Linked DNA regions of Mus musculus: region 2 is linked to region 1. A link is a contact called in public Hi-C data. All regions are on one chromosome and are shown on one strand. Each heading gives the region's core, a stretch centred on a gene start, on an enhancer-like site or on the middle of the called end of the contact. The rest is flanking DNA. Distances are from core to core; before and after follow the strand shown.

What was found. A called contact is a pair of places that touch in the nucleus more often than the background predicts.
Region 2: a Hi-C map of muscle stem cells shows a contact between it and region 1, with 2.1 times the contacts expected there. The contact joins two enhancer-like sites. A contact is called at or near these places in 3 of 15 datasets of contacts at CTCF or cohesin (the NIH/3T3 cell line, large pre-B cells and pro-B cells), 38 of 484 Hi-C or Micro-C datasets (B cells, the C2C12 cell line, CD4 T cells and 23 more) and 2 of 115 datasets of contacts at active chromatin or transcription factors (bone marrow-derived dendritic cells and embryonic stem cells).

What each region holds. Positions count from the first base shown.
Region 1 is chr5:8,467,992-8,474,837 of GRCm38.p6, reverse strand. No RefSeq gene overlaps it. Among named protein-coding and RNA genes, the nearest start is that of Slc25a40, 49 kb to the right of the region's middle. Within about 2 kb of position 4,122, at least 3 of the 459 cell types and tissues checked have an H3K27ac peak or open chromatin away from gene starts, as enhancers often do. A contact at or near this core is called in muscle stem cells, where this site is marked.
Region 2 is chr5:9,065,809-9,072,654 of GRCm38.p6, reverse strand. No RefSeq gene overlaps it. Among named protein-coding and RNA genes, the nearest start is that of Gm31449, 4.5 kb to the left of the region's middle. Within about 2 kb of position 2,829, at least 129 of the 459 cell types and tissues checked have an H3K27ac peak or open chromatin away from gene starts, as enhancers often do. A contact at or near this core is called in muscle stem cells, where this site is marked.

The DNA.
Region 1 (6,846 bases), core at 2,873-5,372:
TCCTAAGTTATCAGCCATACTTCTTTGGTAATGGAGCTGAGTTTCAGTGCTTCTGTGAGTCACCCCTTACTCATACTCCTAAAAGAAAATTTAATGATATTCTAAACTGAATGTTGATATAACCATTTCTTTCATCTGTCATTGGTACTCTGAGATGATAAAAACAGTTACTCAGATCTCCCCAGGAAGACTGCCATACAACATTTATGTAGAAATTCTTCACAACCAACTAGAAAGATCCTTTCCAGATGGCTAGAGAGATGTCTCAGAGATCAAGAACACTTGGTATTCTTGCAAAAGACTCAGATTTGGTTGCTAGCACACACATAGTTCCTCACAACCACATATAACTTCAGTTCTAGGGGATCTGGCCATCAAAGTTTAAACACACACGTGGTAAACATGTATACAGGCAGGCAAAACTAGAAAAGACTCATACACATTAAATAAAGGAACTTTTAAAAAATGAATGTTCGATTTCAAATGTTCTTATGAATCCCCGTGTAGCTAAACTAGAGGGGGTGGATTTTAGGGGTGACTTTGCCCAGCAACCAAAATGTAAACTACTTGAATGACTCAGCATCTCATCACTCACGTCAAGCATCATCTGACCAGTAAAAGTTGATGTAATTTTTTCATGGGAATATTGTTAGTTTTGATAGTGCTATCCCAAGCTGGTCAGCTTCTGTTTCTGATTGTCCATTTTAAGAACTATTATGGCACTGGCACTGATCTAATTCACCAAAAGGGAGCTCGCCGTCATTCTAAGTAGCCCACACATAGGATAATGCTTCCTAGAATGGTTTATTTACATCTCGGTGACACCCCCCCCCCCAAAAAAAAAACAATCTAAAAGAAAGAGGTATTCATTTGGGCTGAAGGTTTCAGCCCATGATTGGCAGGTCAATTTCTTGACGCCTGTAGAGTGACAAAACAACTGGTACAGTTTTCAGAATGTTTCCCCACGAATAGTGACAACCCCAATGTGGCATGCCTCATCATGTGTGGCAGCTACTAAAATAAGTGGTAGTTACGGTAGTGTCACCATTTTAATTACATGGCTATTTGTATTAGCCCAAGTTCTCTAGAGTAACCGAATTAACAGAATGCTCTCTCTCTCTCCCGCTCTCTCTCTTTCTCTCTCTCTGAGCCTTAACTCACACCAGTAAAGGGAATTTTAGCTGGAATGTGGCCCAGCTACTCCAACAATGGCTAGCTGTAAACAGAAAGTTCAAGAATCCAGTAGTTTCTCAGTCCATAAGGCTGAATATCTCAGTTTGTCTTCAGTATATGCTGGAATCTGAAAGAAGTAGACTTCAGTGTCGCTGAAGGAATGGATGTCCTAGCACGGCAAAGGAAATCAGCAAGGAGCAAAAGCTTCCTTCTTGGTCCTCCTATGTCCTTACGCAGGCTTCCAGACAAGGTGTGGCCCAGGTTAAAGGTGTGTCTTCCCACCTTAAGATCCAGATAAAGTTGTATGTCTTCCCACCTCAAAGATCCAGACTAGAAGTGGATTCACCCACTTCAAACCAGGCAAAAATAATCTCTCGTAGATGTGTCCTCCATTTCTGGATTGTAGTTCACTCCAGATGTAGTCAAATTGACAACCAAGAATAGTCATCACACCATGTTTGTTTCCCCATCTGCAAAATGTAAATATTGCTATTTTGGGTACATAACAAAATGAGTGGAGGATATCTGTATAAAACAAACACATGTACATGACCAGAGAGATGGCTCATGGTGTAAAGTACTTGCTTTGTGAGTGAAGTGGTCTGGGTTCAAACCCACGTAAGAGTGAAAACTAACTCCTAAAAGCTGACTTTTGACCTCCACACATGTTCCATTGCACATGAGTGCCAGAACACACAATAAAGTCCAAACCTTATACATGTTTTTTAACTTAATAATCAAGTTATTTTAAAAAATAATGTATATTTGTAAATAGCAATGCAATGTAAATATGCATGCTGTGGGTGGGCATAGTGCTGCACAGCTTTAATCCCATTTGTGTGAGTTTGAAGCCACCCCTATGCCTACATAGAGAGTTTCAGGACAGTCAGGGCTACATTGAGAGACCCTGTCTCCAAAAACAAAAATGCATGCTCTAGCAATCTTGTAGAGGTTGAGGCAAGGAGAAGGGCTATTTCAGCATTTGATTATTTAGATAAGCATGTTTAAATTGGAGTAACTATTGAAGGCAGGTGGATTAGGTAGGATTCTCTAGAGTCACAGAACTTACAGAATGGATATGACTATGTATTTATATAAATATATGACATGTATAATACATTTATATTATATTTATATATTAATATAGTTTATGTTACTTGTTTATATTAATATATAAAATGGGGATTTACTCAAATAACTTACAGGCTGGATTAAAGGTTTATCTTCTCACTTCAAATATGTGATTACAAGTTGGTCTTCCCATTTCAAACTATTTAATTAAGAAAAAAAATCTTTCACAAGTGTGTCTAGTCATTTGATCTTAGTTAATTCCAGATATGATTCCAAGTTGACAACTGATAATAGCCATCACAAATCTACCTTTTGTGAACTTGATACACAATCATATCATGCTTAATTTCCAAATGAAAACAACAACCAGGTCATAATTACTCCCTAAAATATCACTATTCCATGTACAATCACAAACACATTATAAACTTAGAATAAATGGTAATGTCCTTTGAGGGACATTCTTTTAGCATCTCAGACTTAAATAAGAGACTGATATTCTCTTAATTGATGTTACAAACAGATTCTTAACAAAATAGAACAAAAACACTTATGTCATTATAATACTCCTTTCTGCAACTGGCCACATGGTCGTTGGAAGAATGACTCACACCTTCATTCCTGGAGGGTCTCTGTCCTTTGTCATCCTGCTGGGAGTAGGTCGATGTAGTTCCGCATTGACTTTAATCATAGGACGAGATAGCACCAAGATACACCCTAAAGGATCTCCAGGACACTAGATATAGTCTTTTTTTTTTCCCTCCATGATGGAGAAGCAATCCAATTTCCCCTTGGAAATCTAGATCCGTCACCTTTCTAACACTACACCATTCCTTTCTTAGCCTGTTTAGCTTAGGGGCATCAGAAGCCCAAAATGGCTAGAGGGAATTCTGAGTTTCCAGTTCAATGGAATGTTCATTGTGTCTTCTGGCAAGAGCACTCACTGTTGCTCTGAAACCAAAACTTCTAGGCCAGCAGAACTTAAGGTCATGGGAACAGGAAGAAAAATTTTCCTGGAGGTTCCCTAGGGGTGGTGGGATTCCTGGACTATGCATGATTTCTGGATTCATGGGTCCTGTCTATGGGAGAAACTGTACCATAGATTGGGCATTATTCAAATATATTCAAAGCATATATTGCCTTCTGGAGAATCTTGCTCCAGTCCTCCAGGCTGTTATTAACTAACTGGAGCTGTAATTGTGTCTTCAAAAGGGTATTTCATCTTTCTATTGGGCCAACTGCTTCAGGGTGATGGGGAACATGATAAGACAACTGTATTCCACGATTGTGGGCCCAGTGTTGCACTTCTCTGGCTGTGAAGTGAGTTCCTTGGTCAGAAATAATACTTCCTGAAATACCATAATGGCTGATAAAGCATTTCTGGAAGTCCACATATGGTGGCTTTAGCAGCATTATGTGCATGAAGGGCAAATCCACAATCAGATTAAGTATGTATTCCACTAAGGAGTGTCCTTTCCACAGAGGAAGTGGCCCAATGTAGTCAACCTGCCACCAAGTCATTGGCTAGTGACCACAGGGAATAATGCCATGTCTGAGGCTCAGTGTTGGTCTCTCTTGTTGGCAGATCTTGCACAAAGAAGCAGCTTGTAGCCAGGTCAGCCTTAGTGAGTAAAAGCCCATGTTGTCAAGCCCATGCATAATGTCATCTCTGTCACCATGCCCAGGTTATCCACAAAGTGGCTGGAATCCACAAAGTGGGCCTTCCAATCAACTTGATTCAGCTGAAGTCACCTTTTGATGAGTATTTACACAGAAAAAAAGTAGTTTCACATCATTCACCCATGTGGAGAGATCTATCCACACACTTCTTCTACAGCTGTCTTTCTCACCAATTTTCCAATCATGTTCTTTCCAAGTCTCCAACCATCCGCCAATCCATTGGTTACAGTTCATGGACCATGTCTCCAGGCTGAAGTTCTGCCCACTGTGATGATTTCCCTTAGCTGCGGTCTTTCAGGGTTGTCCCAGAAATGGGTTGTAATGCTAAGGTGTTTACTACTGGCTGGGGCCTGCATAGCATTCAGAACCATCATCAGACCAGGATGTCTTCTCTTCCTTACTCAACTCAACACGGCACAATTTGTAGTAAGACATTTGGTTTCTTTAAAAACCCAGTTATGTTATGTAACTATGTGTTTCTGTTTTGATCCCAGATGTGGAATAAGGGGCTGCTTCAGCTTCTCCACAGCTGAAACAAGTCACCAGATTGAAGAAGAAACTGCTAATCCAAAAAAGCATTTGGTTCATTGATATCTGTTTATGATTTCTCCCTAAACACAAGAAAATTAATGGCAAAAAGCAAGAAGGGGGAAATGTAGTGAGAATATTGGCTTCTTTAAAAACCAAGTTATGTGAGTATGATTTTGTTTTGATCCCAGGTGTGGGATATGGGATTGTTTCTAATTGTCCACTGTAGCTGACTATGATTTGTCTCATGCTCTGGCAGGGGTGTGATTCTGTCAGCTGAAGATAGTTTACATTCGGAATGCCAGGAAATTTTCAGAGGGTGTAAATACTAGTGCTCCCAAGAGGGGCAGGTGGGTACTCCAATGTGGGCATGCTCCAAGGAGGCTGCTGCTGCTCCTTCTTGCTGCAGTTTGTCAAGTAGTTGTGAGTAAACAGAAGTTGGAGATATCCTGACAACAAAGACTGGACTTGCCCCTAAGAACTTAATGGTCCTAATCAGTAGGAGGTAGTCTAAAGAGATCTATGCCCCCTTTCTCTCTAACCTTTCACACCTACCTAGTGTTGGGGGATTGGAAGGAAATGGGGTAGAAAAGGGTGTAGGTATAAGAACCCAATAAAGTAGCCCACAAGTATGGTTACAATTCATGAAGCTACAGGTGCATGCTTGGCAGCAGACATCATTGTAATGGGAGCAGAAACTGCTGGCATTTGGGAAATTTCTTCAGGTAACTTGTTTTTGCCTTCAGAATCTGCTCAAGCCCAATCATGTTTTGATCCATATAATAATAGATTTCTGTTTTGCACATCCTACTTTATGACTTGGTGGATCAGATGACACCTAGCTCATTAGGGGCAGCTCAGGTCACATGGTAATTTGGTGGCCCAGTGTCAAAAGTTCAGTTTCTACTAAGGCCCAAGAGCAGGTCAAAAGCTGTCTTTCAAAGGGAGAATAGTTGTCTACAGATGATGGTTGTGGTGGCTTGAAAGAAAATGGCCCTCATAGGTCCATAGGGAGTGACACTATTAGGAAATGTGGCCTTGTAAGGGTAGGTGTGTCTTTGTTGGAAGAAGTATGTCATCATTGGGGCTAGGCTTTGAGGGTCTCATATATTCAAGCTAGACCCAGTGTGGCAATGTCTTTTCCTGCTGCCTGTAGATCTAGATGTAGAACTCTCAGCTCTTTCTCCAGCACCATGCCTGCCTGCATGCTTCTTGCTAAGAAGACAATGCACTAAACATCTGAACTGTAAGCCAGTTCCAATGAAATGTTTTCCTTTACAAAAGTTGCCATGTGTGCAATAAAAATCCTAAGAAAATAATAGAGCCTTGCATCAAAATCTCTAAGATCTCTTCTGTGATTCACCTATAGGGCCTGCCAAAGGCTCTAAACAGCATCCCTCTATGCCACTAACACCTCAAATACTACCAGATCTGCTAGATCACATGGTCCAAGTAGTAGAGCATCCTGCATAGCAGCCTTGACCTGTTGAAGAACCTTCTGTTCCTGGCCCCACACAAAGCTAGCAGCTTTCTGAGTCACTTGGTATATGGGCTTGAATAATATACCCAAGTTCTTAATAGCGTTCTCACGCCCGGCCAGGAAAGACGCAACAAACCAGAATCTTCTGCGGCAAAACTTTATTGCTTACATCTTCAGGAGCTAGGAGCGCAAAAACCCCCAGCCCCAAAAGCGAAAGCCACCCCTATATTGAAACCGAAACCCCTTCCCTATTTAGGAGAGTTATATTTCGCCTAGGACGCATCACTCCCTGATTGGCTGCAGCCCATGGCCGAGCTGACGTTCACGGGAAAGGCAGAGTACAAGTAGTCGTAAAATACCCTTGGCACATGCGCAGATTATTTGTTTACCACTTAGAACACAGGATGTCAGCGCCATCTTGTGACGGCGAATGTGGGGGCGGCTCCCAACATCTCCCCCTTTTCTTTTAATAAGAGCAAATAGGCCACCCATATTAATGAGAGTGGAGATAGAGGTCAAATCCCCAGTGTGTAGGTAAAGGAGCCATACACATAACCTCCTCCCAGGCTCATCACCCAGAGGGGTCCTGGTCTGGTCCCGTGTTGTTTTTCCTGGGGGAAGGACACTTGAACACTCAACCTTCTTGAAAGATGACATGTCTCCCTAGAATAGGCTCATTTTATGCCGCAGAGCCCTTCTATTGCAGTGCTTAGCCGTGCAACTCTCTCGGGCTGCTGAAGCACACTCACTCTATCCCGTGCAATGAGACTAGCCTCATGGGATATAAGAGCTGAGTGGCCAGCGACCTATTGCCTAAGCATAGATATATCAGGGGAAGCTCCATGTTCTAGTCCTGCAAGCGCCTGGGCAATAACCACCTTGTCTCTCCTAGTTTGGGCCTTAAGCTTACAGAC
Region 2 (6,846 bases), core at 1,580-4,079, 600 kb before region 1:
TCTAATTGGGTTAGAAAATTTATATTACTAGAATTTTTTGGCATTTGTTTCCCACCTGTCTAATCTCTTCCCCTTGTTTCCCTTTTATCCCATTCTTCCCGCTTGTTCCTTCTCATCTCATGCTACCTCCCCTGCACTCTATTTCCCTCACCCCTCCCTTCATCTCCTCCATTTTTATTTCTATACTTTTGCTAATCGTTTTAACGTCATAGCACAGTCCACTTTAGTTTGCCATTTTGTGTTTTGTGATCGTCGCTTATATCTTTGTGGGTTTTAACAGATTTTAAGTGTATTTCTTTATCTTCCATGGTGCAGTTGCTGCTATCACAGCAGTTCAGTTTATTCTCTCTGAGGGATTTCCAGGACTGAGCCCCCAAATGTAAACTATTTAATAGGAAGATCTACAAATAAAACTAGAAAAGATATCCAACCCAAAAGACATGCTAACCATAACACAGACACTTCAGAACTATGGAAATGCAAAGCATATTGTTTGCATATTAATACAAATTCATATAGATATTATAGAAAAATGAAAGATGCTCTGTGATAGTTTATGTATGCTTGGCCCAGGGAGTGACACTGTTGGAGTAGGTGTGGCCTTGTTGGAGTAGGTGTGTCACTGGGGGTGTGGGCTTTAAGACCCTACTCCTAGCTGTCTGGAAGCCAATATTCCACTAGCAGCCTTCAGATGAAGATGTAGAACTCTCAGCTCTGCCTGTACCGTGACTGTCTGGATGACAGGACTGCCATGTTCCTGCCTTGATGATAATGGACTGAACCTCTGAACCTGTAAGCCAACCCCAATTAAATGTTGTCCTTTATAAGGCTTGCATTGGTCATGGTGTTTGTTCTCAGCAGTAAAACCCTAACTAAGACATGCTCCAAAAGGGGAAAAACAGACTAGAGCGATAGATAGGCAGTAACGAGTACTGAATGATCTTCCAATGGATCTAGGTTCAATTCCCAGGATCCATATGATAGTTAACAACCATCTGTAACTCCGGTTCCAAGGAATCTGATGCTCTCTTCTGGCCTGCCAAGGCCCCTGGCACACACATGGCACACAGCCATACACACAGACAATACACCCATACATAGACAATAGTGTTTAAAGAGGAAATGCAACTTCCTTTGATCCAGCACTCACACTATTGGGTAATATAGCCAAAGAAAATAAAATCAATGTTTTGATGAGACATCTGCACTTCCATGTTTCTAGCACAACCAAGGAAATTAGAGGTGAAGGAACATAAGTAGCCTTCAACTGATGGAAAGATAAAGAAATAGTACATCTATATACATAGTACTATTAACCCATAAAAGTGAAATTCTGTCATTTAAGACATGAATATAATCAGACGGCATTACATGGGAAAGACAACATAAAAAGTCAGTGACTGTAGAAGCTGGGAATAGAATAGTGGTTACTTGAGTCTTTGGTGACATACTTTTAAATTATGGCTGTGACCAAAGCATGGCAATATGTAACTTAGGAAGGAAGGATGTGTTGATCTGCTTATTTTTGTTTGGCTCATAGTTTGAGGTTCCTCATGGCAGGGAAGGCCTCACAGCAGGGGCATGAGAGAGCTGCATGCGAGCTGGTTACATCCTCTCCACAGCCAGGAAGCAGAGATCAATGAAGATGGTCCTAATCTGCCTTCTCTCTTCTTTTCTGTTTATATTAAGTCTCTGTCCCATATTATGTGATGGGGCTGCTCACGCCATGAATGAGTCACCCTTCCTCAGTTAAGCATCTCTGGGAGTCAGTGATGAATAAACGAAAAATAAGCTATCCCAAAAAGCTAGTTAATTGCACCACATAGATTCTGTGAGACACTGAATATCATGTATCAGTTGATGCACTAATAACATAACCTTCTGTAATCAACCTTTTCAAAAACAAAGTTGAATTGCTGCCATGTAGAAATATTTTGTTCCACATTAATTTCTAGAAATGTACATAAATATTCTTTGTGATAAACCTGGCCACTGGAATTATCCTGACTGTACAAAAAAAAAACAGTTTAAAAAGAGACTCTGCCTCCTGAACTTATAAAACTATATGAATATGCAGTCAAATCTCTTTATTTACATGGTATCTGCCTCTCTGTGCCCTTCAAAGCCTCTGTCCCCTGCACCACGGCCCCATTTCTAGACAACATCTTGCTGAAGCTCTTTGGAGGTGGCTTTTCTTCGCTGGAATCCTACCTTTTGCTAAGTGTGAGAATGAGACTTTAATGCTGTCACACCTCCCTTTACTTCAGTCAGATCTGACAGCTCCAGGTCTTTCTGCTTTTGTCTCATGAGAATGTTTGTCTTAGCTGCGTTTTATTGCTATGGCAATGACAGCTCTTATAAAGGAAAATATCTAACAGGGGACAGATTATTGCTTCAGAGGTTTAGTCCGTTATTTTCATGGTGGAAAGAATAGTGACATGCAAGCAGATATGGTGTTGGAGAAGTAACTGAGGGTTCTAAATCTGCAGGCAGCAGTAAGGGAGAGAGAGCCTGGGCCTGGCTTGAGCATTTGAAACCTCAAAGCTTACTCCAGTAACACCCTCCTGACTGCATGGCACTTAATCAGCAAGCTTTCAGCACATCAGTCTCCTACTTGTCAACCCCGCCCGCCTGCATGCTGAACAACTGTTTTCATTTTCAGCTTTTGAAGGTTTCTTTTTGAGAGGCTCCCTGAAGGTGTCAGACAGGGGGAAGAATGTGCAGAGAGAATGAAGACCTGGAGCACATTGACTTTGTCAACCTGGATCAGACTTCAGGGAGTCTGATGGCAAGCAGTCCATTGTACACAGTACCACGTGGGAAAAGGTTTCCAGGCAACAATCAGTCCAATCAGTCCAATTCCAGGGGCACGATAAATCGTAAGGTGTGAGTACACAGGAGCTCCTTTACAGAGTACATGTGACCATGAGGGTGGGTTCTATAGCTAGAATCTAATGTGGTCTCTGACCGATAGCACAGAGGTCAGCAGGCCATAAAATACTTGTGACATCTCCCCTTATGATGGTCTAGTGAGGGAAGAGTCTGGGATAATCATTCTGGGGGGGTTGAGTGAGGTCTGCCTCTGTAGCAAAAACTGGGTGAGGTCTGTGTCCACAGATAGCAAAAAGATCAACAGATCATTAAGAAAATCCATTCTCAGCTTTCTGGATGGAATGCAGGTATTTGATTTTGTCTCCTCCATTGAGGAGAAACCCCTGTGTGATTAACTGCTCTCTTACTGCTTCTCTGTGAATGCAAGGACCTCTGTGCCCCCTACATCTTTTGATACACAGGAGTTTTAATTTTGACACAATCTATTAATCTTTTCCTCAGTGTTTACACTTCATGTGCTTTATTTTTAAAAAGCATTTTTGGTTCAAGATCCCAGAAGCCCTGTTACACTTTGCTCTGTCTTTCAGTTTTGCTTTCCACATCCAGCCTTTAGCCTATCTGTTTAGGTTTGATGTGAAATCTGAACCTTGTTTTGTTCTATCCTGCAGAAGTGCCCAACTGCTCATGCTTTGGCCACTGAGTCAGCATGAGGAAAAGGAATGACTCACAAGCTCAGCAACTACCAGGACAATTGCCAGAATTTGGCAGACATGATTACTAAGCTCCCAGCAACCACAAGGTGGGCCGTGCCAGAGGGCAGCTTGTTCCATACGGAGCAGGAACTGAGCAAAGCACCCTCATTTGAAAGGAGAAGTGTTGTTAATTTTCTGCACTGTGGCTAGCCTTGTCAAAAACTCAAAGGCTGCTGGCCCTTCACAGAAAGTGCCCCTGAGAGAGCCCCTGTGTTCTTGCCTCTGCCTGTCTTGCCACCTCCGTGTTCTCACATTAGCTAAGACCACAAATTGAGATGTACCTGTCTTGCTCACCATGGAGTCTCTTTTGAGAAGTGAGATGTAATTCAGGCATCTCAAACTGAGTGAATCCTGGAGATAAAAAATTTAGGTAAGTGAGCAGTAACTACAGACACAAGCATCACCAACAGAATACAAGAGATGGAAAAGAGAATCTCAGACATAGAATATATGGTAGAAGAAACTGATATATCATTCAAAATGTCAAATCTAAAATGTAAATGCTAAAAAGCTCCTGACACAATACATCTAGGAAATCTGGGATACTATAAAAAGACCAAACCTAAGAATACTAAGGATAGAAGAAGGAGAAAATTCCCAGCTCAAAGGCCCAGAAAATATTTTCAACAAAATCATAGAAGAAAATTTCCCTAACCTAAAGAAAGAGATGCCTATAAATGTATAAGAAGCTTATAGAACACCAAATAGATTAGACCAGAAAAGAAAATTCTCCCACCACATAATAATAAAAACATTAACAGTACAGAACAAAGAAAGAATATTAAAAGCTACAAGGGGTCAAGTAACATATAAAGGCAGACTTAATAGAATTACATCTCACTTCTCAACAGAGACTCTAAAAGCCAGAAGGCCTAGGGAGAGGACTTGCAGATTCTAAGAGACCACAAACGTCAGTACAGACTACTATACCCAGCAAAACTTTCAATCACTATAGATGGAGAAAACAATACATTTCATGACAAAGCCAAGTTTAAACATCTAGCCACAAATCCAGCCCTAAGAAGGAAAACTCCAACCCAAGGAGTTTAACTACACCAAAGAAAACACAAGAAATAAATAATTTCACACCAGCAAATTCAACAGAAGGAAAACACACACATGCACACACCCACACACACACATACACACACACACACACACACACCCCAACATCAAAATAACAGGAATTAACAATTATTAGTTATTAATATTTCTCAATAAAAATGGACTTAATTCCTCAGTAAAAAGATACGGGTTAAGAGAATAGATATAAAAATAGGATCCACCATTCTGTCACATACAAAAAACACATTTCCACATTAAAGATATACATTACCTCAGAGTAAAAGGCTGGAAAAAGATTTCCAAGCAAATGGCCCCAAGAAGCAAGCTTAGTGTAGACATTCTAGTATCTGTCAAAATATACTTTAAACCAAAATTAATGAAAATAAATGTGAGGACACTTCATACTCATCAAAGGAAAAATCCACCAAGATGACGTCTTAATTCTGAATATCTATGCTCCAACTGAAAGGGCACCTATATTTGTAAAGAAGCATTACTAAGGCTTAAATCACACATTGAACTCTTCACATTAATAGTTGGAGACTTCAACACACACCTCTCACCAATGGACAAGTCATCTAGACAGAAACTAAACAGAGAAATAATGGAACTAACGGATGCTAAAACTCAAGTAAACCTAGCAGATATCTACAAACATTTCACCCAAAAACACAAGATATAACTTATTCTCAGAGCCTCAGAGAACCTTCTCCAAAACTGCTCACAAAACTTGGTAGCAAAGAAAGTCTCAATAGATAAAAGAAAAGTGGAATAACCCTCTGCATCTTATCAGACTACCATGGACTTCAACACCAACAGAATCAACAGAAAGCCTACAAACTCATAGAAACTGAACAACTCTATACTCAAATAGAAACAAAGAGAACCAATACAAAGAATTGAGGAAAGGAAACAAAAGTATTGGTTCTTTGAGAAACAGAAAAGAAGGAACACTGACAAATTCATTTTATGAGGCCACAGTCACACTTCTACCTAAACCACAGGAAAACTCAATAAAGAAAATTTTAGATCAATTTCCCTCATGAGCATTGATGTAAAAATACTCAATAAAACACAAACTGAATCCAAGAACACATCAAAGGATCATCTACCATTATCAAGTAGGTTTCATTCTAGAGATGCAGGGATGTTTCAACAATAGAAAACTCTACCAATGTAAACCAAGAACTAACCCCCAACACCTACTGACACTTGATTTTTGACAAAGAAGCTAAAACCATTCAATGGGAAAAAAAGGGGGGGGGAAGCATTTTCAAACAAACTGAAAGAAAAAAATCACATGGTAATCGCATTCGAGGCTTAAAAAGATTTTGACAAATCCAACACCCCTTCATGATAAAAGTTGTTGAGAGATCAGGAGAGATACAAGCTACAAAAAAGGCAATATATAGCAGGCATCAAACTAAATGGAGAGAAACTTAAAGCAATCCCACATAAATCAAGAACAAGACAAGGTTTCCCACTCTCTGAATATCTATTTGATATACCTAGAGCAATAGGATAAGGCAACTAAAGGAGATCAAATTGGAAAGAAAGAAGTCAAAGTATCACTATTTACAGATGATATGATAGTATACATAAGTGACCCCAAAAGTCTACAAGGGAATGGCTACAGATGATAAACACCTTCAGCAAAGTAGCTGGATACAAAGTTAACTAAAAAAAATAAATCTGTAGCCTTCCTTTCTACAAACAATAATTATAAGAAAGAAATTAGGGAAACAGCACCCTTCACAATAGCCATAAGTAATATAAAATATCTTGGTATAAATCTAACCAAGCAAGTGAAAGACCTATAAGACAAGAACTTCAAGTCTTTGAAGAAAGAGATTGAAGAAGCTATCAGAAGATGGAAAGATCTCCCATGCTCTGGATTGGTAGGATTAATGTAGGAAAAATGGCCTTCTTGCCGAGAGCAATCTACAGATTCAGTCCAATTCCCATCAAAATTCCAACACAGACATTGAAAGAACAATACTCAACTTCATATGTAAAAAAAAAAATCAACAGGATATTTAAAACAATATGTACAATAAAAGAACTTCTGGGAGTATTACCATCCCTGATTTCAAGTTATACTACAGAGCAATACTAATAAAAACTGCATTGTTTTGACATAAAAACAGATAGGATGATCAATTTAATTTAATCAAAGACCAAGAACTAACCCCCAACA